6 separate regions of the Mus musculus genome follow, and all the other regions are linked to region 4. The links are chromatin contacts, called in public Hi-C, HiChIP or PLAC-seq and promoter capture Hi-C maps. All regions are on one chromosome and are shown on one strand. The core of a region is the stretch at or near the end of the contact, and the rest is flanking DNA. Distances in the headings are between cores, read along the strand shown.

Region 1 (4,130 bases), core at 367-2,866, 600 kb after region 4:
CCATGAGGAGTAAGCCAGTAGGCCTCATACCTACATGGCTTACATTTCAGTTCCTGCCTGAAGTTCCAGCCCTGACTTCTTCCCTCTGTGATGTAGTGTCACCTGAGAGATGTAAGCTGAAACCCTTTCCTCCCCAGCCAAAGTTCTGTTGGGTCAGCACTACCTAAGGCAGTCACTTGCTCTTCTGTCAGTCCTTCCATCCTTTCAGCTAGTGCCATCCCCTGAAAAAAGGCTGGTAAAGTAATCCCAAGGAGTACCAGGGACAGAGAAGACATTATCTATTAGCAGGAGATACTGAAAGTAATTATAACATACGGGGCTGGAGGTGGGTCAAAGGTTTAGGACAAGCTATTTGCAGGAAGGGTACCCAACAGAAAATGGATTCAAGGAATTCAGCAGCTAGTGCCTAGTGTTAGCCAATGGAAGTGTATGAAGAGCAAGCTTTTCCACCTCCCATGCTAGGGATAATTGGTGTAAACGTGAATAACTACTCACGCAGATGTAAGCAGAGTGCCCAGAGCAATTGAAGTCTTTAATTAGCCGGGCAGTGGTGGTGCACACCTTTAATCCCAGCATTTAGGAGGCAGAGGCAGGGGCAGGGGCAGGCAGATTTCTGAGTTCATGGCTTGCTTGGAGTGAATAGTGAGTTCCAGGATGGCCTGGGCTACACAGAGGAAAATTTAAAAAAAAATAAAAGAAAAAAGAAAAAAGAAAAAGAAAACGATACAAGCAACAAAGTTTTAAATTAACATGCCACAAAATGTCTTTCTGTTTAAAATGCTACAGAATTTTAAAGAGGGAATTTGTGCAGCCATTGACACCACAGTCAGAATAGAAAAAAGCTCAGCCAACCCAGAGTCCTGCCCTGATACTGCAACTCATTCTTTTCTCTGGAAAAAAGAACGAGACCTGGTGGTGGTTTTTCTGTTATTTTTGCCTTTCCAAGGTCTTACTATGTAGCCCTAGTTAGCCTCGAACTCACTTGTAGACCAGGCTGACCTTGAATCCACAGTAATCTGCCTATCTTTGCCTCCTGAGTGCTGGCATTAAAAGCATGGACTACCAGGTCCAGCCAAGAATGACTTTGATGGGATCATTCGTGTGTTACATCTGATACTGATGTTTTCCAGCCAGCATAATGCCTTTGAGATGCTTCCAAATTGTTCTGTGCATTGGTAGCCTATCCCTTTTTACTCTTAACCAGTATTTTATTGTATGGTCTTAACACTATATACCCATCTCTTATCAAAGGACATTTGAATTGTCTCTATATTTTTAATTTAAATTAACTTTTAATATAGATGCAAAATAATGAGCTTTGTCATAGCATTTGCATATATACATACATACATACATACACACATTGTATTTTGTTTTAACTAATTTCCCTCCCCGATTACCCTTTCCTTATTTCCCTGAGGCTTCTCAGATTGACTCAGAGCATAGTTAGTATTTGGACATTTCGACAGGATATGGGGTTTTATTATTGCTTACTTTCAAAGGAAAGGGAAAGGGAAAAAAGAAGAAGAGAAAGTGAAAGAGGAAGAAGAGATCCTGGCACTGCCCAAGTTCACGGAAGGCAGCCCTGAGAAAGAGTGGAACCCTCCTCCTGACCCTGAGTTCTGTGTGTATGTGCTGGAGGTGACCAAGTCGATACTGCCCATTGTCAACCTTAAGGAGCAGATTGAGGTCCTTGCCAAGTGAGTCTCTCCCCTCTCCCTCTCCTTCTCTCTCTGTATATCTATTTTAATTTCAGATTTTTAAAAAAAAAAACTTACAGTGGTTTGCTTTTCTTTAAAGTTACTTTAAAATAAAACCAACAAAAGAAGCTGCAATGGTTTACAGCGCCCGTGCTCTGCCTTCCCGCAGAAGCACAATGACTCACACACGGGTGCTCTTCTTTTTTGTGTGAGTCAGAGTTGAAATCGCTTAGAGACAAACACCTGGTTTTTGCTTTTGCTTTTTTTTTTTTTTTTTTTTTTTTTTTAGCTAAGCTGTTAAGACACATCTTTGGTATGATCTTAGAGAGGTAGTGAGTGAATGAATCTATGTTTAAAAACCAAATTGTTCCTTAAGTGTATGAGGTACTCAGCATTTAAAGGCATCCTATTGTGAGTTCTCTCTAACCCCCCTGCTGTTTGTTTGTGTTTTGTTTTGTTTTAATACACATTTCCTTTTCTAATGGGTGTCCGCTGGTTCATTTGCTATTTCTCGGGAGTGGGCTGTGGGCACTCTGAGAGCTTGCTGCTGGACAGAACAAGCCCTGTGTAAGCCTCAGAAGTTGCTCTTCTTCACTGGGCTCCTTCCATAAACAGAGGCTGAGGCCCTGAGCAGGTCTCTAAGGGAGCAGGACTGAAAATGGGGACGGGCTCCATGATTGGCACAACCCAGCAGGTGAACTGCTGGCTTTAGCACCAGCCACAGTGGGGGCTCAGTCAACTGCAGGTGGGAGTCGAGTAGCTGTCCTCAAACCCGGAAGTGACAACTGTAAGCCTCTCAGCTGACAGATCCCCGACTTCTGTCAGACAGGACTGGGGGAGATTCAGTGCGGTTGGCTCTAGAAGGATTTCCTGTGTCCTTGAGGCTTGATGGCTCTGACTGGAGAGTCTTGTAAACACTTGTGCAGTACTTCTCAACACTGTGTTCTAGCGGAGGCTCCACACATCACTTCTGAATCAGCTTACATTTAAACAATAATAAGGAGCAAGACAATGGCAGAGGTCTGTCCAGCTGCGGGATGGGCTGTCACTACAGGTGGGGTGACTGCTCGCCTCCACCTCCCTTCCTCATCGTCCTTTGTTTTGGTTTAGTTGCACTGTTTTGTTTTCTTCTTGTGTGTTTTTAAATTTTTATTTATTCACTTTACAACCCAATAACAGCCCTTCCTCTCCTCCCAGTACTCTCTCACACAATCCTACCCCATTCCACTTCACTTTTGAGAAGTGGGAGCCCCCTCTGGGTGTCACATCCCACCCCCCACATCAAGTTGGGCGGGAGTAGGACTAGGTGCATCCTCTCCCACTGAGGCCAGGCAAGAAGGTGCTTTTAGGGGCCAGGTATCCACAGGCAGGCGGGTAGGCCAGCAACAGGTTCAGGGACAGCCCCTGCTCTAGTTAGGGGACTCGAATGAAGACCAAGCTGCTCATCTGCTACACAAGTGCAGGGAACCTAGGTCCAGCCCAGACTCGCCCTTTGGTTGGTGATAAAGTCTCTGGGAGTCCCCAAAGGTCCAGGTTAGTTGACTCTGTTGGTCTTTCTATGGAGTCCCTGTCTTCTTGGGTCCCTTAATTCTTCTCCCAGCTCTTAGTAAGATCTTCCAAGCTCCGTCTAAGGTTCGGGTGTCTCTGCATCTCTTTCCATTGACTGCTGGGTGGAGCCTCTCAGAGGACAGATATGCTAGGTTCCTGTTGGCCAGCATAACAGAATATCCTTAGTAGTGTCAAGGATTGATTCCTGCCCATGGAATGGGTTTCAATTTGGGGCAGTCATTGGTTGACCATTCCCTCAGTCTCTGCTCTATCTTTGTCCCTGCACATCTTGTAGGCAGGACACATTTTGAGTCAAAGGTTTTGTGGGTGAGTAGCTGTCCTAATCTCTCCACTGAGAGTCCTGCCTGGCTACAGGAAGTGATCACTTCAGGATCCATATCCCCCACTGATAGGAATCTCAGCTAAAGTCACTTCCATAGACCCTGTGGGGCCTCTTCCTATCCTAGGTCTCTCTGGCAGGTGAGAGAGATTGCCCGTCCCTCCCACTCCCACCATCTTCCTTCTCTCTCCCTGTTCTCCCTACATCTGAGCACCCCCCCCCAAAACCCCCCATTTAGGGTTTTTAAGGCATTATTCTTCACAGTATAGCCAAAGACCAATCTTTCCTTTAACTTTTCAATTTTTCTCCCCACCATATGTTCTTAGTTATACAGAAATTTTAGAGATGTTTGTTGACATTATCATAGGAGATAGTATTTTGGGGGTGGGGATACAAAACAAAGTATCACAATTTCTCTCTCCCACACACCTGCTACCCTTGAAGTACATTTTTCTTCCTCCTCCTCTTCTACTCTCCTTTGATGTCAGTGTTATATAATGCCATATCATTCTTAATCCAAAAGATAAATTCTAAAAGAAAAA
Region 2 (4,316 bases), core at 1,032-3,531, 630 kb before region 4:
GCTGCTTTATTCTGTCTACGATTCTTCCTTTGCACTCGATGTATTATAGAAATATATCAAATATTGTACACACAGCAACACATTTAGTGTCTGATGCTTGAGTAAAAATGAAATGCCCTGTTTTTTCCCAGTGTTTTCCCTGATTTTCATGTCTCTCTAGTATAGAATGTTAAAAACCAGTTTTAAAATAATTGGACTTCCAGTGTGTCAACCTGTATGCATGTATGCTTTCACAAAATTTCTGCTTCAGATACTATTATTTATATATAAGCGTGGCATAAACTGTGCATCTTTCCTGTTTTTTTCTAAACACATTTTCCCTTTTTTTTTTTTGTAAATGTCAAAACTTCATATAAATGACAGTTTTGTTTTTGTCTTGAAAAGAGCAAGTGTTTACCTACATTTATTAGGTGTTACAGAATGAGGTAAGATTCTTACCCTTTTTTTTCATACAAATTAGTTCCATCTCAAGAACTAAGCTCCAATGTATTAAAAATAAAATGAAATGTATTTTTAAATTATTTAGTGCATAGGCTTGACTTCAGTGTTTGGGAAGTTCCACATTGATTTGCACCAAAATTAGTCTATATTATGAGGCAAAACAGGATTTAGACAATGAACTGACTTCCTTTGTATAAGGGTAAAGGTAAAATATTTGGTACAGTTAAAACAGTAAACTTCTGTTTGAAAGTTGCCCTAGCTTTGTACAAGTCATAGTTATGTTAAGAGCATCATTAGAGGTCCAGAAATTTATTACCATATCCTCCTAAAAATGTCATTTTACTAATCTGTAGTCACCATTTCTAAATGTATTAATATTAAAACAGAATCCTTAGTTTTGTGTCCCTTTGGACATATTGTCTTCCTATCACAAGCTTTGGTAAATCCCCCATTAGTTTGGATTTCACATAGCTTTTGAATATATCTGACCACAGATGCTTACATTGTGCTGTATCGATCACTATTCTTACAACTTTAGCAATTATTTTGAAATAGGAAAAGAACAGCCACATTACCCTTTTTGAACATTTTAAAACTTAATATATTTTCTGTGGAGTGCTTAGAACTTGGGGTGTTTTAGCATCATGTAAGTGTATTTTCCAGACCATATTATATTGTTAGTTTCTAATAAGCCCTTTGTACTTGTAATTAACCAAAAACCATGAAGTTGCCTTGGAACTGTTTGTCATTTAAATAGCCTATTCATAATTCCCATTTCATGCTAAAGTTTAATGAACGAACACTTTTTGCTTAAAATCAATATTGGGTGTACATGGAGAAAGGATTAGGGAAACATTTTTTTGGTAGCTTAAAAACTACTCAATATCTAGCTAATTAATCTGCTAACATTGGTCTAATCTAATCTATATTTTATTTGTGTATTGGGAGGAAGCTCTCATATTTCTCCAATTTAAATGACATCACATTTGAAAAGGTAAATTTGGAGAATCGAGCTAAGATTAGAGGAATCCTCAATCTAAACTGGGCACCACACTCTCAATGCTGTTAACCTTTGGTGACAGGCTAGAACGTGGGTTCCTTCCTCCTTTAGCTGCATTTTTCCAGATCAGACTATTACGTTGCTAACGCGACCAACCACTTGTATACCTACCAAGCTATAATGCAGTCTTGGGGCTCCCGCTCAGAATATAGCCCAAACACAGGCTTTTTGCCTGTCTGTGATGCACTTTCATTTGCCACGGGGGCCAAGAAGGTGCGTAAGTGGGCGGTAGATCTGGTAACACTTCCACTGGGTGAACTTTGGGAAGAATCCAGGACGTGAATTTAATGGGTGGCGAAGCTGCGACAGTACTGTGAAGTTAGCGCGGCCAACTGCAGGAAGCCATGCTTCATTACACCCTTCATGGAAGCTGGCACCCTCTCCCAACCATTGTTACCCGCGGGCCAGTTCTCGAGGCACAGGCCTTCAGGTAGGTTCCCGGCGCCACGAGACGCCCCCGGGGGCGCCTCTCAGCGACCCCGGCCCCCACCGCACCCCGCCCCGCCGCGGCCTCTTCCTCATGCGCGCCCGGGGCCCGCGAGGCGACGGCCGCCCAACGTCCCGGCCCTCGTGCGCCCCAGAGCCCTCCGGTAGACTCACTCCGGCCGCGCTGAGCAGCCGACTCCGCTCGTCCCCCACCTCCGCACACCTCGGCGCCGCCGAGCGGTGCGGGGGAGGGGAAAGCCTGGAGGTAGGCAGGGGCCAGGGGACGCGGCGGCGCGCACGCAGGCCTCGCCTCTCTGGGCCGCCTCCCTCACGCCGGCCGCAGGGCGGGCCGACGCGTACGCCGGGTGACGCTCGGAGGAGGAAGCGCAGCCCCTTCCCCTCCCTCGCCGCCCCGGGCCCAGCGGGAGCCCCCCAGTGCGCCTGTGCGGAGGCCTGCTTGATTATGTGTGCCCTCCTCGGGCGGCGGCGTTAGCGGCCGGGTGGAGGTGGGGAGGGAGGACGCCGCGGAGGAGGAGGAGGAGGAGGAGACGGTGGCGGGGAGGTGGGGGGAGTCAGCAAGGACATGGCTCCTGACTCCTGTGCGGAACGTGAGTGACTGAGCGGCAAAGCCCGAGTGAGCGAGCGGCCGAGCGGGCGGGAGGGAGGGCGGGCGGGCTGGCGGAGACCGGGCCGGGGTCGGTCGGTCGATCGGGCTGGCGGGAGGGCGGGCGCGAAGGGCTGCGTGTGGGGAGCTCTCGGTGGCTTGCTTGTGTTTGTTAATGGTCCCCCCCAACTCCCTCTTAGATGGTCTCTAGCGACCGGCCCGTGTCACTGGAGGACGAGGTCTCCCATAGTATGAAGGAAATGATTGGAGGCTGTTGCGTTTGCTCAGACGAGAGAGGCTGGGCCGAGAACCCGCTGGTTTATTGCGACGGGCACGGCTGCAGCGTCGCGGTGCATCAAGGTAAACACCCAACCGCCCGCCGGGCCGAACCGGCCCGCTCCCAACCGTCACGGCTCCCCTCCCCCGCCCGGCGGCAACTGCCACCGCCGCCCCTCCCCCGGCCCGCCCGCCGCCGCCGCCGCTCCGCCCCCGCCGCCGCCTCGCCCCGCCCCCCGCCCCGCCCGGCGCGCAGCCCGCGGGAGCCCGGCGTGGTCGCCGCGGGCTCGGGCTGTGCCCCGGCCTGTGGGAGAAAGTGCGTGTGGCCCGGGCTATCACGTGACTCCGCGCTCACTCAAGTGTCATTAGGTGGCCGCCGGCGTCGGGCCGCGTCCTGCGCAGGGTAGGGTGGGAGCGCGAGACCCGCGCTGGAGTCACGGTGACGGCGCGTGGTGGCTTTGGGAACCGGAGGCCTCCTCCCCCTCCCCTGCCTGCTCCCGGTCTGCCGCAGCGTTGTCAGGAGACTTCCTGTGGCCTGGGACAACCTGCCTCTGAGTAGAGGGAGAGAGAGAGAAGGTGGGCCCTGCCCGCTGCACCCAGAGCTCTCTGGCATGGACCCTGCTGTTGGGGGCCACTGGGTGCTTCTGCGAAGACACTGGAAGGTGTCCCTGAGGGAGTGTCTGGGCTGAGCCGACCTGGTCATGGACCCCAAGAAGTAGTGCTGGTGGTGCCCCAAGAGCCTTTGGAGGTTGAGTCTATTTTTAGATGTTCTCATGGGGTGAATGTTTTGGGTACCCCCTTAATCGCCCCTTCCCTCCCACTCCCCCACGGGGAACTCTTTAGCATGTTTTTCTGCTTATTGAAGACTGTCCCTTTCAAGTCGTTAGGGGATTGGGGGTTCAGGACGAAAGACTAGATAATGTTTTTTTGGGTGACTCACTGTGTAGTCTTAAACAGATCCACCCTTCCTATTCCTGAAGTTAAAACTGAGTGTTGGAAGGTTTTAATTTTTACTTTTTATTTTTTAAATGAGACAGGGTTTTCTCTGTAGCCTTCACTGTCCTGGAACTTGGCTCTATAGCCCATAAATGGCCTCAAAATTAAAGATCCTCCTGCCTCTGCCTCTGGAGTGTGTCCTACCTGGGAAGTTTTTGTTTTTTACATAGGAGCTTGCTGTGTAGCCCAGGCAGGGTGCAGACAAGCAACAATTCTGCCCCTCAAGTATGGGAAATGAAGGTGTGAGCCTAAAGGTTTTGCTTTTTTTGGGGGGGGGTAATGTAATGGGAGGGTCTTCCCAAAGGGGAGAGAGGTAAATGAAAACATTTTTGCTTTAATTTTAGTTTTCATTTTCTTGAGTCAGGGTATCATCAGCTCTTGCTGATCTCTCAATTATGTGTATCAGGCTGGACCTAGATTCAGAGATCTGACTGCTTCTACCTCCAGGGTGATAGGATAAGAGGCATGTACTCTCTATCATGTCTGGAATTTTTGAGAGAGTTTCACTTAGCC
Region 3 (4,593 bases), core at 1,997-4,496, 840 kb before region 4:
GAAGGCAGGGAATAGGCCTGCATTGCCAGAACCAGTATATCTGGCCCTGTACATATTTACTTACCCCAGTTCTACACTTTTCTTCTAACTGTTGTCTGTGTTTTGAAAGCAATCTAATCCCACTTTGAAGATAAACAATCTAATTTTAGATTGTCAATTTTAAAGAGAGGAGAGGCTTCTAACTCTGTGTGACACGCATGCATACACACACACACACACACACACACACACACACACACGTGCGCTCGAAGTCACACACACACACAGGACTCCTATCCTTCTCAGAATGAGTTTCAAGACAGCCAGGGCTTCAAAGAGAAACCTTGTCTTGAAAAACCATTTAAAAAAAAAAAGTTGTTTTCCTTAATAGAATTTGTTTAAAATGCACCAATTCCTACTAACCGCTAAAAGAAGAAATGCTAGCAAAGTGAAGAAAGGTGCTGTAGGAGAGGCAAGGCTAGGATGCCTTGGAGGCCACTTGTGACAGTTCCTACTCAACACCAAACTCGCCATGGCAATTGGATCATCACCATGACAGTAATAAAAAATAAAAGCCTTCCCTGCTTTTGTAATGAAACACACATGCAGATGATAATTGCTGTTACACGCTAATTGCCTAGACTTGTTCCTCTCCCAAAGGTGAAGAATCCGCCCTGCTTTAACCTGCGCATGCGCTCACATGTGATTGGCTGAGGAGCCTAGAAGCATTTTGATTTTCAAGCTGCCTGGTGTTTGCCTCTCAGTAGCACAACACGGTTTTATTTTTTCCTCTCCACTTTACTGCTATGGGATTTCAACGAAAACTACTAATGTAATGCTGTGTTTTGGATAAAAGTTACATGTTTTCCAAGATCCGCTTTTAATTAACAAACTGTTGTAGGCCCTTAACCTAACAGAATCCCAAGATAGCTATTAGTTGGCCATCAGGATAAATTATAAACTCCCATCCTTTTGAAACTGTACCATGGCCTTGGTCCCTCACACTACAATCAATGCAAAAGACTTAGTTGAACAAGAACAATTATGACTTCTAGTTTAAGATAAATATGAGGCCCTTGGTGGATTGGGAAAATGGGTTCTGAGAAAGTAATTTGAGTGACTTCTGGCCTGAAGTTGGTGTGGGTCTGAAGCAACTTCATTTATACTTTTATCTTCTGGTTAATATTGTGCTTATCATTGAGAAAAAGAGCCATTGTGCCAACTCCTTATGGTACTTCCCCTCCTGTTTACTTAAAGTGATCAATGTGTTATATTTTCTTTTTTATGGCATTTTTTATTATTATTAGATATTTTCTTTATTTACATTTCAAATGCTATCCTGAAAGTTCCCTATACCCTACCCCCCCCCCCCCCCGTCCTACCCACCCACTCTCCTGCCCTGGCGTTCCCCTGTACTGGGGCATATAAAGTTTGCAAGACCAAGGGGCCTCTTTTCCCAATGATGGCCAGCTAGGCCATCTTCTGCTACATATGCAGCTAGAGACACAAACTCTGGGGATACTGGTTAGTTCATATTGTTATTCCACCTATAGGGTTGCAGACCCCTTCAGCTCCTTGGGTACTTTCTCCTCCACTGGGGGCCCTGTGTTCTATCCAATACATGACTGTGAGCATCCACTTCTGTATTTGCCAGGCACTGGCATAGCCTCACACGAGACAGCTATATCAGGATCCTTTCAGCAAAATCTTGCTGGCATATGCAATTGTGTCTGGGTTTGGTGGCTGATTAGAGGATGGATCCCTGGGTGGGGTAGTCTCTGGATGGTTCATCCTTTCGTCTTATCTCCAAACTTTGTCTCTGTAACTCCATGTTGTATTTTCAAGTGATTCTTAAAAGGAACCATGAACGTTTCTGTCTTGTAAAAAATTAAAGCTACTGGCATGAAGTGTAAAGTCTGTAAAGTAGGCTGCTTCGTTTCTCCTTTGGAATGTAAGAGAATTTGAATCACTAACAATTTTGGCTGTGTTTTCCATGCGCATAGGCAAAGCTGGAGTTAGCAGACAGCCACAATCCTTTTTGCCACAGTATGCTCACATTTGGCAAGCAGCAATGGCATGGTCCGTCATTTTAGAACAATTGCCAGACAGCAAAGGGCACAAGCAGAGAGCATATCAGAGCCTCAGCCATCCTTCCCAGCACTGTCAATGCGATTCACAACATAGTATGCTGACAGAAAAAAATTCAAATCCCCTGCCCAAGGGAGCCATGACTTCAGGGTAGCAGCATTGACAGAATCCATAGGATCAGAGTCGTTAGCTTTGGGAAGACTTTGATGTCACTTTCAATGGTTTCTTCCTCTAGTCCAATAGAATGGATGCGGCACTGTATTTATACAGCGGAAGAGATGTGCACACTTATAGTATAAACAAGAGTCTTTGCACAAGTTCCAGCTATCAACAAGTCCTGAGTTTCCTGGAGTGCCTTCCAAGCCAAGAATGTTTTGCTTCTCCGGCTTCCACCTGGAGAGCTAAAATAACAATCTTGTTAATGAGAGCACAATAGGACTAACTGTTCTGTTTTGCAGTGTTTCCACAAGGCATACCTTTTAATTGCCTGGTGCTGGCAACTTAACAGACTGTAATGAATACATTGTTCCTCTTTTTCTTTTTTTTCCCCCCTTGCACTCAGCCCCTGAGTTTCTATGTACAGAGTGGAGAAAACCCTTGTAAGATGCTGAGAAAGCATTTAGAAAAGGGAGGGGTTTTTTTTGGTTTTTTGTTTTGTTTTTTGGTTTTTTTGTTTGTTTGTTTGTTTTTTGACCCAGGAGGTTTGTCTTCATAGTTTGCATTCAGATGAGATTTGTTGGGGTGTCTGAAGCGTTTTCTGAATCAAAAGGGGGGTGGGGGAGACTAATTCGGAAACCTAAATTAATTTAATCTGTTTGCTTTTGTTTGATGCAGCAGCTGTAGAGACACACCCTGAAATCTTCAGTTTCAAGGGTCTGAGCTTTAAAGAGAAGGATGCGGGCTGAGGTGCCTTGCTTGGTTGAGGAAGGGAATCGGTTTTCAATTTCCTGTTGTGGACGTCTGGCATGATCCAAAAACTGCTTTGACTCAGACAAGGTAGATACCCCACACTTGCCCATCTCGCCTTTTATTAAATGAGAGCTTGCCAGGCGAAGCAAACATGAAAGAAAGGAAGGAAATTATTATCCTCACTCGCACGTTTTCACTGCGGGGAGATACCCCTGGGGTGAGGATGAAAGCAGAGGAAAGGTTCCTATTGGTCCATTAATGGTGACTGACACCCAGCTGACCACGCCCTCAGCGTGTCCATAAAGCTCAGGAGTTCCATAGCAGGAGCTTTCCTGTTTATGGTTAGGATCGGGCCCTCCTTTGGTGCTAATGATGTGCCAGTCAGTACCCATGGATGAATGTCCCAGAGCCTTCCTAAACAGCTCTGTCTCAGAAAAACCAGGATAGACTGACAGAATCTTTACAAGAACACCATTTGAGTGTGCACACAGATCAGTTTTCAAAAACCTTAGTAGGATACTTAAGAGGTAAGCAGGTTCACTTGGTCTGTCTCCAAGTTAATCAAGAAATCAGGGAGGCTTGCCACAGGCTGATGAATGGGGAACATACCAGAGCTGGGTTCAAAGAGAAAGAAGTGAAGTTTGGGATCAGATAACACAATTTACTCCTGACTTGATCTGAAAGAAAAATAGGTTGGGCAATGTCAAAGAAGGAACTACTGAAAATTAAGAAGAGGCAGCCAGGCAGTGGTGGTGGATCCCAGCACCCAGGAGGCAGAGGCAGGTAGATCTCTGAGTTTGGGGGCATGGTCTACAGAGTGAGTTCCAGGTCAGCCAGGGTCACAAAGAGAAACCTCTTGAGAAAGGAGAGAGAGAGAGAGAGAGAGAGAGACAGACAGACAGACAGACAGACAGACACAAGTTGTCCACAGACTGGGGAGCTTCAGGGACCAACTTGTCTTAGCCCCTGGGCTGGGGCTATACTTTTTACTTGTGTTCTGGGAATCTAAATTCAGGATCTCCTGCTTTCCCAGGAGGCATTTTACCCACTGAGACATATCCCCAGTCCCTAAATATTGACTTTAAAAATCAAAACAAACAAACAAACAAAGCTACCACAGCCTTATGTATTTGAAAAGAAGTAATCATTTACTGAAATTGAAACAACTATGTGACATTTATTTTCACAGATCCATCCTTCCCTCTCTGAAACAGGCTTTCTGTTCAGACCAAATGGTATGAAACTCATAGACAAACACTTCTATTCCCCGACACAGGGCTGATTCAGACAGATCCACTGGCACAAATACCTACTTCATGAAGAGCAGTTTCATAATTCTTTTCTTCTTAGTGTGTGTAGGTCAGAGGACTTGTGAGAGTCAGTTTTCTCCTTCCACTCTGTGGATTGAACTCGGTCATCAGTTTTGGCAGTAGGCGTCCTTACCTACTGAGCCTTCTTGCCAGTCCCATGATCCTTTACTTCAAATTTATCAACTGTTCATACTCAGTGAGGGGAAGTGAGTAAAACCAAGAATATTGAAAGGATGGACTGAGAACCTGAAATTTTCAGTCTCAAATATTAAAAACAAACAAAAGCCACCCTGGATGTGGGGTTTTG
Region 4 (4,476 bases), core at 1,695-4,194:
ATCTTTGCTCCTCAAACACAAAATTTGGAATGATTATAGACCTGAAATCAATAGTAGGCATACACATGTTGAATTAATATAGACTGAATTACATGGAGAATAAATTATTTTTTCTCCTTCATGCTCTGGAAGACAGGCACATTCTCTCAAGAGCAAAGTGTCTGAAACACAGGGATATTGTTATGTGTTCAGCTTAAAAGGAGAATATCTGCACACTTTAAGTACCTCAACAGGCTTCTGAAATAGAGAACTTTACCTTGTAAAATTCAGTGAGGAACTAGAAAAGAAACGTGTTAAAACTACCTTTTACTCATGAGTAGCATATAGCCCCACAATAGTGGAATTTTCTGGATTCTCAGAGGAAATTTGTAAATAGAAACAGAACAAGATTAAAAAACTGGTTTTGTACTTTTGGGGTTTCAGTGTCATTTTCATAAATAAGTAGGGAATAACTTTGAGATTGTATTACTAGCCTTTCCCAAAAGGAAGCAAAGCCTTCCAAACTTTTCACTAAAACAGGTTTTCAAGTGAATATTTCACTACCAGTCAAATGCATAGTTTTATTTGGCAAGTTCATGAGACACCTTTAAATTCCACTGGTGCTTTAAGAACAATGATCTTAGTTTGATAATACCTTAAATATTCTTTTGAGTAGTTCTTCATTTAAGCATTAGCTTAAAGGTTTATATGTGGTCTTGGAACATTCATGTAACTATGTAAAATAGAGATACATTTTGTCTTAAAGTTAGTACATTGAAAATGGGTCAGAACCAAAGGAATTGAAGGGGATTGCAACCCCAAAAGAAGAACAACAATACCAACCAACCAGTCCCCCAAGAGCTTCCAGGGACTAAGCCATCACCAAAGAGTACACATGGCTCCAGCTGCACACATTGCAGAGGATGGCCTTGTCAGGCATCAGTGGGAGGAGAGGTCCTTAGTCCTATGAAGGCTTGCTGGATGCCCCAGTGTAGGGGAACTGAGGGTGGGGAGGTGGGAGTGGTGGGTGAGTGGAGGAACACCCTCATAGAAGCAGGGGGAGGGAGGATAGGGCAGGGGCTGGGGGGGGGGACCTGGAAAGGGGATAACATTTGAAAAGTAATAACAAAAATATCCAATTAAAAAAAAGAATATGGGTCAGGAAATATAGAATGGCTTTCTTTTCAGTTACAGTAATCTCTTCACTATATGTTATATTTAAATTACCAACAATTCCACTTATGGGTACATTATGATCATTATCTTATATTTCTTCATTGAACTTTAAAGGGCCTTGGGGGGGGACTGATAAAAACAAAGATAACTTCTTTACTCCATCTAGCTTGTTCAGATATGAAATAGGCATCCTATAATGTGTTTCAACAGGATAATAAATTCTACTAATGGGCATTGTTCATGAATACAGACTTTATAGTTTTAAATATTTTTTCTACTTGACTTTTAAAACCTAGCATCCCATATGGAGGTTATTGAATTCCTAACAAGTTTAAAGTAGAAAATAAATAGAACATAGAAAATAAAGAGCAAAGCACTTACTAAAAATGGAGGGTGTAGCAATTTAGGAGTTTGAATTGTCTAAAGACTGAAACTAAGCACCAGGACCTTTAAGTTGTGAGGGGTTTTTTGTTTTGTTTTTGTTTTTGTTTTTGTTTTTTTAAGTCTTCAAAATGCTACAGGGAACTGAAAATAAATTAAGTACACTCCATTAGCAATTTTAATAATTCACTCCGGGTTTCCCTCTATATCTGTACCTGGGAGTCCTGTTGGGGAGAATGTAGAAGACCACTGTGAAACTTACAGAGTTAAGTAAAAGGATGTGTCTCTGACTGCTGACCTGCAGAAGCCAAAGGCTGTCCCAGGGTGTGAAGAGGACTAGACACACTAGTCCCAGCCTTCTAGGACTCCAGGGAATACCAAGGCTTCTTCAGAGAGCTCCTATCAGGAGTTAAAAGTGACTGTAGTAGAAGATTCCAAGTATGAAAACCAGAGATGTGTGTGCGTCCTCTTGGTGATAGCAAAGATTTCCGGTCTGCCACGATTAGGCAGCAGCTGTGGCTAGTTGTCCATTTGACACCTGGTGAAATGGTAGTTTCAGAGAGAGAAATATTTAAAATTGACACCTGTCACTGAAACATTTGGTGCAGAATTTTAAGAGAGGAGCTAGAACTAACGGTAAACTGTAGTGCTTAAATTTGATGAAAAAGAAAGGCTGCGGAGCTCCATTTATGTGAGCTGGTCTTTTCAGATAAAAAGAAATGTCTCTTTTGGAAATGTCACCGAGCAACAAAATAAGGCCCGAATTTAAAAGAAATTATTTTTTAGAAGTCATATTGAAATATAGAGACAGCAAACTTGGTAGTCATTAGAAAAACCTGCAAGATGGATATTTATCATATTATTTTCTTTTCTGCTTTTCCACAGACTCTCTAAGTGTCCTTAATTGTTGTTAATATATCGTAATTCAGTGTATGGACACGATTGCTGTGACTCTCCAGGAATTCGGAAATCAGAAGTGCCAGGTAAGGAAGAGAGGCATTAAGAGCAACACGGAGTAATGTGTTGCCAGTGTTGCTTTGATCCGGGGACACGCCGGGCCAACGCGTCTATCTGCCTGACGCCTGGTCCCCGAGCGCACCCCTTCTCTCCAGCCCCTAGCCCGCTCGCGCTGCAGTCGCGCTGCAGTCGGGAAAACCCTGCCTCGTGGATGGGTCGGCATAGACCAAGTCCTCCCGGGAGACTCTGGCGCCCTGTGCACCGCCTACAGGGAAGTGACAACCGACGGACTGTCTCGAGCAACACTGGAGTCCCAGCTTATCAGGTCGTCCCTCCACCACTCCATCGACCATTGTGATGTCATGCCTGGGACTTAACTGTTGCGACAGGACGGCTGCGTTCCGATTCCGACTGGTTGCCCAGGAGTGTGGGTACACAGAGCAGTCCCGAGGGACGTTGAGGGGTCGCGGCGAGCGGACCCGACACGCGCCGCGGCACCATGAGCCAGCGGCAGGTGCTGCAAGGTAGGAGCCTTGGGAAGGCGCCCCGACGGGTTGGCTCCTAGGGTGGGCTACTCCACTTCGCCTCTCTCTGCAGTGTTCGAGCTGTACCAGAACGCCCGGACCCGGTTTGTGCAGATGGTGGCGGAGCAGGCGACCAAACCCCAGAACATCGAGACACTGCAGAATGCGGGTGAGCCTTCACAGCTCATGGGACCCTGGTCCCACACCTCATCCCGAATCCATCTTCCTCCTTCATCGCCTTGGCCTCATCCTTCATCCCGCACTTCATCCTCACACCACCCAGCGCCCCAGCCTCCCTTGGTCCCCGGTCCTCTTTCTTTCCCAGCTGCCCACATTGTCTTTATGCTCCCTTATTAGCTCAGCTTTTGGGGAGCCGAGGAAGTAGGCTAAAGTGGTGCCAAGTTCCGCCGGACTCCCTCCCCTCCGCGGTATCTTGTGGGTGAGGCAGTGGAGGAGGCCTGGTATTATTTCCATCTTCGTTGCAATCGGCCTGCCATATGAACTGCCAGAAGTCGTTTTCCTGGATGGGAACGTACCCTAACCAGACCTAGTCTATCCCTCTCTTGTCACTCCTAGATCACATTCACTTCCTAGAAGCAAAGAAATCCCAGGCTGATTTCACTGGTCTCCTCTAGGCATTAATGGAGTAAGAGTAGTATGCTTGAAATTTTTTCCAGGACATTCGAAGCAGGCAAAACGGACCTGGTTTTGTGAATCTTACAGGGCATCCTTTTCCCACCCCTTAGTCTGAAAGGAAGGAGGGGAAAGAGGAGAGGTCACAGTTAGTGAAATCCATCTTTGTTCCACCACCACTAGTGAGTGTGTGTGTGTTTCTGAAGAGACAACACTGATGGGGCACCAAACACAGACCACAGAAAGGATTCCATCCAAATCTAGTTTGGAGAACCAATGAGTTTAGCATTACTAACAGGAACCAGTGTAATCTACCATTGACTACACCACTGAAAATACCTTCCCCATCACCTTAGTCACTTAGACATCCTGGAAAAGGTCCGTACTTCATAAGCCTCTGCTCTAAATGTCTTTGTCTGTAGTCACCTTATGATTTGAGGCTGAAAGACAGAGAGGCAGAGGGACACACACACACACACACACACACACACACACACACACACGAAGGGGCCTCCAGCATCGCCCAGAAGACAGCTTTCCACAAAAGCCTCTGACTGAACTGTAAGCTTGATGCCACTTACTAGGTCTTAAGAAAACCTCAGTTTACAGGATGAGATCTAATTTAAAACTAGTTTAAATGAACACATCATTAAAATAAACTAAGAACACATTGCCATGGTCACAGCACCTAGACAGCGCTTACTTCTGGCTTTCTTTGAGGAAACACCTTCTCTTGATCAGATTCTCTGTTTCCTCACTGAATTTTACTGTTTATCCCTTAGGTGTTATCTCTGGTTGTGAAGGGGAGCCATTTATAATAAAGTAT
Region 5 (4,084 bases), core at 51-2,550, 710 kb before region 4:
AAGAGAAGAGAAGAGAAGAGAAGAGAAGAGAAGAGAAGAGTTGCCGATGACTCAGTCTCATATACCCTTGGCTAGTTCAGTCCATCATGCCCAGCCTATGTGATGCTGGCTCAGACTCCTGCATACTAAGCAATCCATGGAGATATGTCCTCAGACCCATTTGTATTTGATTACTGTTCTAGATTGCTTTTTGCTGTGGTTGTTGTTGCTGCTGCTGGGATTAAAATCTATGACCAAAAGCAACTTGAGGAGGTAAGGCATACAGGTTATGGTCCATCATCCAAGAAGTTAGAGCCCAGGATCTCTGGACAAGATGTGGGGACTAATAATGCTTTCAATGAGTGTAACCTGAGCCAGGCATATCCAGACTTCTGGTGTCAGCACTTTCCTGCCACATTGGAGAGACTTCCTGTTCTCTTCAATCATCTGGTAGCATCCTCTATCCAAACCCATCAAATTCCATCCAGGAGTTTGAGAGAAAGTCTTAGGGAAGAGAGAGAAATCTCTTTGAGATGATCAAACATTGGTGAAGTATGAATTCAGAACACACCTAAGTTCTGATGATCCCAACTGTAATGTTTTTAGATTTTCTTTGTTTGTTTGATTGATTGGTTGATTGATTGATTGCTGGGAACTCCCAGAGGCATGTGTTATGCTACTGAGCCCCATCTTTTTGTTTTGTGTTTTTGTGACTATTTAAATTCTTTATTGTACTATCCATTCAAAGTTTTCCACCTCATCCAACATGCCAATTTAGAATCAGGAAGAACTTTGATGAGATTTCACTGCTACTATCCACTCTATTCCTTTATATGTGGAGGAGGGCAGCAGGGGATACTTAAAAAGCATTCTGTCACCAACATAAAACCCCAAAAATTTAACTTATTTTGAGACTAGGTCTGGCTAAGTTAACTAGGCTGGCCTTGAACTTGATATTTTTTTGCCCCATCTTTCCAAAGAGCTAGGATTGCAGGTCTGTGGCACCAGGCAAAACAACCATCTACTCAAATTCAAAGCAAATGTTAAGTATGACATCATTCTTTCATTGGAGTAATCAATAAAAAGATACATAGATGCATAAGTCCTTTAATTGTTACTATTATACAAAAGCGGAATGGCAGAAATCTAAATATTCAGAGATATGGGGAGATTGGTTTGTTTGTTTGAGACATGGTTTCATTCTTCAACCTTGACTGGCCTCAAACTTGGGGTCTTTTTGCCCCACCTCAGGAGTACAGGCCCAACATACTAGGGCTACCACACCATACACAGCAGTTTCCAGTTTTCTGAAATCCATAGCAATAGGTTCAGTTTAGCATCATAAGACTGCAGCCAGGGCCACAAAAGCATCCTTAGGAGTGTCACCGCCAACCCTCCATAACAAAAGATGGCTAGAGTTTCACCCACTGGCCTGGGAAAATCCCATTCTACAGGAAGTCTGTTCATTGTTATGCGTATATCAATGAAGGTTGATCAGTCGCAGAAAGGGAGTGGAAAGAGGGTGAGCTAATGAAAGGGGACACTCAAGCAAGGTCATTCATCCAGTTTCCTTTTTTTTTTTTTTTTTTTTTTGAACCTAAGACCCATCAATGGTCAGACAAGGTGTTTCTGGAAACTGCTGTTCAGTGAGCTCTTCTGCAGGAAGAGAAGGGTAGCCAGACAAGGTAGCCCAGACCTGTACTCCTAGCATTTAAGCATTTAGGAGGCTGAAGTGAGGCAAGACAACCTGGTGTTCAAGCCTAACCTAGGCTTCATAGTGAGACTCTCTCTCTCTCTCTCTCTCTCTCTCTCTCTCTCTCTCTCTCTCACACACACACACACACACACACACACACACACACACCACACAAAAAGGGGGAATCTGAGAGAAATATATTTCTACACTTTATGGTTGCTTTGAGGAAGAAGCCATGAAAAGAGGAAATGAGCAGTTCAAGAGTCTTGGTTCAGAACCCTTTCCTTCATCTAAACTATTCAACATGCCAAAAGCCCTGTTTGTGAAGGGGTGGGGGTGGGGGCTAATGTTCTGATCCCTAACAATAAATCCAAATGAAAAAAATTAAAAAGGAAGGACATGACTACTCCTAGGTATGGTGGAAGACATTTATTGTAGATAAAAGGGAGAGCTTAGCTAGAGACAGGGGCATCTGGGAGAGTCCAAACGAACATGATCCATGTGAGGAGGGGTTGGGAGAGGGGAGATCCAGGAGAGTAAAAGGTAGGCAAAGGGCCAGGTAGCCAAAATGGCTGGATTATACAGGGAAGGACAACTGGGGGAGGAGCAGCCCAGGCTTTGGGCTGAAGAAATTTAGGACAGGGAGCTGGGTATACAATCATACCCTATAACAGGTAGGGACGGAGGATGCTGGGAGGACTTGGAGACCAGGTCCAGTTAAATAGACCCCTCAGTTAAGCATTTGTCACCAGCTTGAGACCTAACATGTCAGTATGGCATACTAACCTTACAGGATTCACACTGAAAAAGATAAGTTCACTGCTATTCCTTTATTTAGAGGAACTTGCTTTGCAATGACTGCTTTCAGTAGTACATGATTATCTCATGGTAAATGATTGGATGAAAAGGTTTAATGTTTAAGTTCTGAGGGTCAAAGACTGTGTAAATGCAAGTTGTAAATGTCTAAGGAAGTAGTTTAAGGTATATAAAAATGAACAATATTTCAGCTGGGTGGTGGTGGTGCACGCCTTTAATCCCAGCACTTGGGAGGCAGAGACAGGTGGATTTCTGAGTTCGAGGGCAGCCTGGTCTACAAAGTGAGTTCCAGGACAGCCAGGGCTATACAGAGAAACCCTGTCTCGGAAAAAAAGAAAAAAGAAAAAAGAAAAGAACAATATTTCAAAAAAATTTCCCTCTCTATGCTATTGTTATGTTAAATTTTCAAAAGCTCGGAGTTTTAATGCTTCTCAACCAAGTTCTGATAAGATATTAATCTGGGCCACTACTGCTATTATTATCATAGCCATTAAACTCAAAATTGTTAATTTCCATTGGTTGTTGTCTTAGTTAGGGTTCTACTGCTGTGAAGAGACCATGACCAATGCAACTCTAACAAAGGAAAACATTTCACTGGAGCTGGCTTACAGTTACAGAGGTTTAATTCATTATCATCATGGTGGGAAACATGGCAGAGTGCAGGCAGCCATGGTGCTGGAGAGGAGCTGAGTATTACAAGTCTTGATCCAAAGGTATCAAGGAGGAACTGGAATTCCACGGTGGGCAGAACTTAAGCATAGGATACTGCAAAGCCACCCCCACAGTGACACACTTCCTCCAACAAGGCCACATCAACTCAAACAAGGCCACACCTCCTATAGGCCACGCTTCCAAACACATGAGGCTATGGGGGCCAAACTTATTCAAACTATCACAGTTGTCTTTTAAGTATAGACTTAAAAATATCTTTATTTAAACCTTATATCCAACCCTCTGGATATATAGGGAAAATGTTCATGCTTTTAACCCAGAGTCATTTTTGGATCCCCAAGCTTTTTCTATAGAAAAAAGCATGAGACTCCAGTCTTTTCTACAATATGGATTTCAGTATAGATTACAGACAGTGGTAATGCTAATATATCTAAAACTTTTGTCTCTTTTTATAAACTTAAATTTTTCAAAGTAAGTTTCAGGGAATCAATTTTGATTCACTTCTCACAGGCCAAATGGACTCCGGATAAGTCCTTCTGTCAATCACTAGCCTGAGCTCCATGTCTATTACTATTTCTAAGGATGGGATCTCTCTCTCTCTCCCCTGGTCATGGGACTCTCCCACCTAACTACCAGAACTATGGGCATGGAAGTTTCAAGTGTACACTCAAGATAAAGATTTTCCCCAGACTCCTGAACTTCACCTTTTGTCCCTAGTCTATATTTGTCCCAACAGGTTTTCAATCAACTGCAGACTGCTCCAAACCCCAGCCCTAAATGCTTCTGAAGGAATTCCCCAGTCAGCCTGAGCCTCTGCATTCTGGCACAACCTGTGCAGGGAGAGAAGAAGATGTTACTCAGCTTGCGCTCCTCTCTCCCTCTCCATCCTTTGACCATCATTTCAGCCTTCCTGCCCCCTAC
Region 6 (4,555 bases), core at 878-3,377, 770 kb before region 4:
TGAGTTCGAGGCCAGCCTGGTCTACAGAGTGAGTTCCAGGACAGCCAGGGCTACATAGAGAAACCCTGTCTCGAAAAACCAAAAAACAAAACAAAACAAAACAAAAAAATATTTTAAAATGACAACAGAGACAATAAGCAGGAAACAAGGATGTGGAAAATTAAATTGGTTATAGTGAAAGCTACATCAGTTTATAATGGCACCTAGGAATTTGACTGATGAGAGATCTTACCATATCCAGCGTAGCCTGGAAATCTCTCTTTCCACCAGAATAAACAAGTACCTGGCCTACTGCTCAGAAACCAGGACAAAGTTTCTATCTAGATGCTACACACATCATAGTGAAGGAGAACAACTAACCCCCTCCCCCGTGGGGGACAAGGAGGTTAACTAGGCCCACTATGAATTATTAGATTTCCATGCCAGTATGAACATGTCAGGCATTTTCCCCCAGGTGTGGCAGAAACCATGAACAAAGCAGAAAACACTGTGGGTAGCAGAGGCTCGGAGGCTGTGTCTGTAACCCAACACAGTCGATGCTGAGTGATCCAGGAGCCAGAGAGCATGGCCAGAGATAACAGAGCAATGTTCATTATTTGTGGCTGTAAGGACGGCACCAGACCCACCTGCTCCACGATCGTGGAGAGTTTGCTGGGAAGCCCCTCTATAGCAATCTAGAAAAATACTTTCTGGAGAGGATACTTTCCTGAGCATGCTTAGTTCAAGAAGGAAAAGTGGCAGACACAATTTGGAGCAGGGTCAACCCAAGGTCAAAAGGCTGAAAGAGCAACCACAAACTCTTCTTTCTGGCCATCCATGCTCATTTTAATATTATAATGAGCCACCTTTACTTTAGGGGCCTAAAAGAATGAGTTAGGTGGCTCAGAAGATCCTGGTTGGTTCTCCAAAAACGTTAGCTGCAACAGGGAGAGAGAATGACACCAGACATAAGTTGTCTTAGGTATCTGCTGTTAACAGACACCATGGCCAAGGCAGCTCTTATAAGGACAACATTTAATTGGGGCTGGCTTACAGGTTCAGAGGTTCAGTCCATTATCTTCAAAGGTGGGAGCATAGCAGCCGCCAGGCAGGCATGCTGCAGGAGGAGCTGAGAGTTCTACATTCATCTGAAGACTGGCTTCTAGGCAGCTATGACCAGGGTCTTAAAATCCACTCCCTCAGTGACACACTACCTCCAATAAGGCCATACCTCTAAATAGTGCCACTCTCTGGACCAAGCACATTCAAATGGCCATGTAAGTTAATACAGGAGTTTGTCCCAAAGTTGCCTGTCCTTCTTGGTGGCTGAAGGAGTTGTAGGATACTCAGAGGTCTCCTGTTTGAAAGTGGAAATATCCAAGGAGAAGCTCTCCCTGATCTGCAGCAGTGTAGAGCCCAAGGGAACTCCCCACCCCACCCCACCCCTGCACCCTGAAGGTTCCAACAGCAAGTCAATGTAGTTGAAAGAGAAGTAAAGGGCACAGGTCCACGATTTGCACTGGATGAGGAAGTTAGAAGCCGGTGTTCCCCTTTCGTGGGAAGTAAGCATGACTGAGTAGGGGCAGTGTTAGAGGAGATGTCAGACTCAGAGTCAGGAAGTCTTCTAGGACAATGTTTGCTTTGGGTTCACTGGCATCTTCCTTCTTGCCATACGCATCAATTTCCCTAGTTGGTGAGATAGCTAAATAGTGGAAAATAAATTCACATTGTCGTAATATCTTCTGGAAGTTTCAGTCTTGAAGGTGAAGAGGAAAAGCCCTGTCCTTGGAACTCTCGGTTTAAAGTCCAAAGTGGCACCAGGCATGGTGGCACATGCCTTCACTCTCAGTACTGGGAAAGTAGAGGCAGGTGGATCTCTGTGAGTTCAAGCTAGCCTGGTTTACACGGTGGGTTTGAGGTCATTAAGGCTACATGGTGAGACTCTGTCTGAAAACACAAAACAAAAGATCTAGAGTGGCGTAGCTCAGAATATGGTTTGCTGAGAGTCAGCCCTCACCAGGCACTTAGCTGCATGCATTGAGACAGGCGGGCCTAACATTCTTGAGTCACTGCGCTAGGACTATGATACTCGAGCTCTCCACAGAGCCTGCTTGCGCATGGGCTGTTCAATTAGCAGCAGAGAAAAGAAAGGGCCCCCGATAAGCAGAAGCGACATAGCAGTGCAGACATGTGCAGGATAAGGGTGACATGGGACACTCTGAAAGGTCAGCAGATAAAACACAAGACGGGCCTGACAAAGGAGGAGAGTAGGCGCACTGCGGAGACCCTTCCCCTAGGCACACACGGCTAAAGGTTTCGCTCAGTCCCCAACAGAGACGAACAATAAGTTCAGAGCGGAACCATACTGGAAGGGATTCGGACTCCTTCTGTATAAAGTAGCGTTCACATTCAGCTCAGCAAAAATCCGATCTAGGTCTCTTTCCACGCCTGCGTTTTGTCATTCTTAATTAACACCGTTTTTATCGCTATGCAGTTCCAAGCTAATGAAAGCCTGAAGGTGTTCTTAAAGCTGTGTTCAGAGAAGAGCCAGCTCTAACCATGAGAGTCCAGGGCCCAGTGCTTGCCTGTGTAAGCAGGGTAAACAGTGTCCTTCGCGCCACAGACCACTCTCTTAATAAGCCCTGGGTCACAATGACTTAGAAATACTTTCCAGTTCGTGCTCTAGAAGGAAAAGAAGGTGGGTTAAATCAAAGGCTTTTCAGGCTACCAACTGCTAAGGAGCAATCTGTCATTTTCTGGAGGGAGGGGGCGGGGAGGGAGGATATAGTCTGGGGACAATTATTTTGGTGGTCTCTCTTTGTATTCCTGTTTCTGCTTTACATAACACTTCTCACACACCCCAGTGGCCTTTAGAGAACATACCAACTTCTCTGACAGGACCCTTCTCTCCAGTCCCCTATTCTCATGCAAATTCGCCCTATAAGTCCACTGCTTTCTCATTCCGTTCCCATTTTGAAACATAAAAAGAAGAAAGCCCCCAGAAGCCCCTTGGTTGCACCAGAAGGGGTGCAGGCTAGATAACCTTTGTCCCTTTTCCATCACTTAACTCCTGATCCGAGCCCACCGTGCTCCCACTGCTGTGGCTGTGGCTTTGTCAGTGTCCTTTTGGAGACCCACAACAATTCACATTCACAAAAAGTAAGATTAAAAGTGTGTGGCTGTTGGCCTGAACTCCCGAGTCCCACTTCTGTTCCTACTAATGATTTCTTCTCAAGGGCAGATTTTTATCTTAGGAAGGAGAACAAGGCTTCCCCAGCTGGGAGAGCAGAGGAGAAATCACCCCCAGATCTCTACTGAAACCTAAGAAATTGAGGAATTTACTAAATGAAACGCAAGGCAGAAGACAGCAAGAGAGAGCTGGGGTGTAGGGAACTTGCCTGCCTACCATGCACAAAGCCAGGGGTACAAGCACACAATCACAGACCTGAACCTCCTGTGGGTGAGGGGAGGAAGGACTAAAGAAACATTTATCATTATACATATATTGTACTCTATGGGAAATATACACATATATCTAGACCCTGTGCTCATGAAACTTGGAGCCGCATAAAGAAGATAAACCAAGAGGGGCATTCTTGTTTGTTTGTTTGTTTGCTTGCTTGCTTGCTTTGTTTTATTTTGAAGTATGAGTGCTTAAAGGCCTTCAGATGTGGAAAAGAATGTAAACTTTCTGCCCTGTGTGGTACCATATGCCTGGAATCCCATCACTCACGAAGGGGACTAAAGAGACAAGGACACCCTGAACTATGAGGACCTGTCTCAAGCTAAATGAATAAAAAAGCAAATGATGATCAAATGATTTTTTTGTTTTGTTTTGTTTTTTTTGTTTTTCAAGACAGGGTTTCTCTGTGTAGCCCTGGCTGTCCTGGCACTCACTCTGTAGACCAGGCTGGCCTCGAACTCAGAAATCTGCCTGCCTCTGCCTCCCAAGGGCTGAGATTAAAGGCATTCGCCACCACCGCCAGGCTTAATCAAACAACTTTTAATGCCATTTGATCAGTTATATGGAGGCTCAAGTGACCTATATTTAATACAAAGTGATTCAATAACCATCAAAATCAAAAGACATTTTAAAAACCATTTGTTATGGAGGCTACGGTGTCACGATGAGCAAAAGAGCAGGGTGGTTCATGAGCACCATTCCTGTGTCCATTCTTAACCCTGTGTGTGCCTTGTATGACCCAATTGCACAACAGATGCAGAAAATGAACAAATTCCAGAATCAAAGCACAGACAGGAGCAGCACATGGCAAGACCTCGGCAGGGGGAGCGCGGGCAAACCTCTGTTGCACAAGTAAAGAGGGTTTGGACAGACTGAGTGATTTACCCAAAAAAGAGCAGTACAAGAATTTCTGCCGGGCGTGGTGGCACACGCCTTTAATCCCAGCACTTGGGAGGCAGACGCAAGTGGATTTCTGAGTTCGAGGCCAGCCTGGTCTACAGAGTGAGTTCCAGGACAGCCAGGGCTACACAGAGAAACCCTGTCTCGAAAAACCAAAAAATAAAAAAAAAATAAAAAAAAATTTTTTCTAAATATCCAGGTTTTTATGTCTGA

The links. Promoter capture Hi-C pulls out the DNA fragments that hold promoters and counts their contacts. A called contact is a pair of places that touch in the nucleus more often than the background predicts. HiChIP or PLAC-seq counts read pairs in DNA pulled down with a chosen protein or histone mark.
Region 1: a contact with region 4 is called in a Hi-C map of bone marrow-derived macrophages, with 14 read pairs. The contact joins the enhancer-like site here to the promoter of Spag6 in region 4. A contact is called at or near these places in 1 of 39 promoter capture datasets (embryonic stem cells), 1 of 484 Hi-C or Micro-C datasets (bone marrow-derived macrophages), 13 of 115 datasets of contacts at active chromatin or transcription factors (bone marrow-derived macrophages, craniofacial prominence, double positive thymocytes and 10 more) and 2 of 9 other capture datasets (embryonic stem cells and liver).
Region 2: an H3K4me3 HiChIP or PLAC-seq map of embryonic forebrain shows a contact between it and region 4, with 5 times the contacts expected there. The contact joins the promoter of Mllt10 here to the promoter of Spag6 in region 4. A contact is called at or near these places in 12 of 39 promoter capture datasets (the C10 cell line, HPC-7-derived erythroid cells, cranial neural crest and 9 more), 15 of 484 Hi-C or Micro-C datasets (B cells, the G1E-ER4 cell line, bone marrow-derived macrophages and 9 more), 27 of 115 datasets of contacts at active chromatin or transcription factors (the 230-238 cell line, the NIH/3T3 cell line, the SCID.adh cell line and 23 more) and 4 of 9 other capture datasets (adipose tissue, embryonic stem cells, liver and 1 more).
Region 3: a contact with region 4 is called in an H3K4me3 HiChIP or PLAC-seq map of embryonic limb bud, with 4 times the contacts expected there. The contact joins the enhancer-like site here to the promoter of Spag6 in region 4. A contact is called at or near these places in 7 of 39 promoter capture datasets (embryonic stem cells, frontonasal cranial neural crest, hippocampal neurons and 2 more), 7 of 115 datasets of contacts at active chromatin or transcription factors (bone marrow-derived macrophages, craniofacial prominence, embryonic limb bud and 3 more) and 2 of 9 other capture datasets (adipose tissue and embryonic stem cells).
Region 5: a promoter capture Hi-C map of embryonic stem cells shows a contact between it and region 4, with 2.6 times the contacts expected there. The contact joins the enhancer-like site here to the promoter of Spag6 in region 4. A contact is called at or near these places in 2 of 39 promoter capture datasets (embryonic stem cells and liver), 1 of 115 datasets of contacts at active chromatin or transcription factors (embryonic stem cells) and 2 of 9 other capture datasets (adipose tissue and embryonic stem cells).
Region 6: a promoter capture Hi-C map of embryonic stem cells shows a contact between it and region 4, with 2.4 times the contacts expected there. The contact joins the enhancer-like site here to the promoter of Spag6 in region 4. A contact is called at or near these places in 3 of 39 promoter capture datasets (embryonic stem cells, hippocampal neurons and stem cell-derived epiblast-like cells), 1 of 484 Hi-C or Micro-C datasets (embryonic stem cells), 5 of 115 datasets of contacts at active chromatin or transcription factors (bone marrow-derived macrophages, embryonic forebrain and embryonic stem cells) and 2 of 9 other capture datasets (adipose tissue and embryonic stem cells).

The regions. Positions count from the first base shown.
Region 1 is chr2:19,298,970-19,303,099 of GRCm38.p6, forward strand. It overlaps Armc3 (armadillo repeat containing 3), which reads left to right. Exons shown (of 20, transcript NM_001081083.2): 18 at 1,503-1,700. Among named protein-coding and RNA genes, the nearest start is that of 4930447M23Rik, 43 kb to the right of the region's middle. Within about 2 kb of position 1,617, at least 126 of the 459 cell types and tissues checked have an H3K27ac peak or open chromatin away from gene starts, as enhancers often do. A contact at or near this core is called in bone marrow-derived macrophages and double positive thymocytes, where this site is marked.
Region 2 is chr2:18,062,304-18,066,619 of GRCm38.p6, forward strand. Mllt10 (myeloid/lymphoid or mixed-lineage leukemia; translocated to, 10) reads left to right here and starts at 2,282. Exons shown (of 23, transcript NM_001252560.1): 1 at 2,282-2,561; 2 at 2,732-2,891. The coding sequence starts at 2,732.
Region 3 is chr2:17,858,770-17,863,362 of GRCm38.p6, forward strand. No RefSeq gene overlaps it. Among named protein-coding and RNA genes, the nearest start is that of H2al2a, 140 kb to the right of the region's middle. Within about 2 kb of position 3,247, at least 33 of the 459 cell types and tissues checked have an H3K27ac peak or open chromatin away from gene starts, as enhancers often do. A contact at or near this core is called in craniofacial prominence and embryonic limb bud, where this site is marked.
Region 4 is chr2:18,696,078-18,700,553 of GRCm38.p6, forward strand. Spag6 (sperm associated antigen 6) reads left to right here and starts at 2,945. Exons shown (of 11, transcript NM_001001334.2): 1 at 2,945-3,017; 2 at 3,091-3,186. The coding sequence starts at 2,993.
Region 5 is chr2:17,987,856-17,991,939 of GRCm38.p6, forward strand. No RefSeq gene overlaps it. Among named protein-coding and RNA genes, the nearest start is that of H2al2a, 7.1 kb to the right of the region's middle. Within about 2 kb of position 1,301, at least 8 of the 459 cell types and tissues checked have an H3K27ac peak or open chromatin away from gene starts, as enhancers often do. A contact at or near this core is called in embryonic stem cells, where this site is marked.
Region 6 is chr2:17,930,559-17,935,113 of GRCm38.p6, forward strand. No RefSeq gene overlaps it. Among named protein-coding and RNA genes, the nearest start is that of H2al2a, 64 kb to the right of the region's middle. Within about 2 kb of position 2,128, at least 54 of the 459 cell types and tissues checked have an H3K27ac peak or open chromatin away from gene starts, as enhancers often do. A contact at or near this core is called in embryonic forebrain and embryonic stem cells, where this site is marked.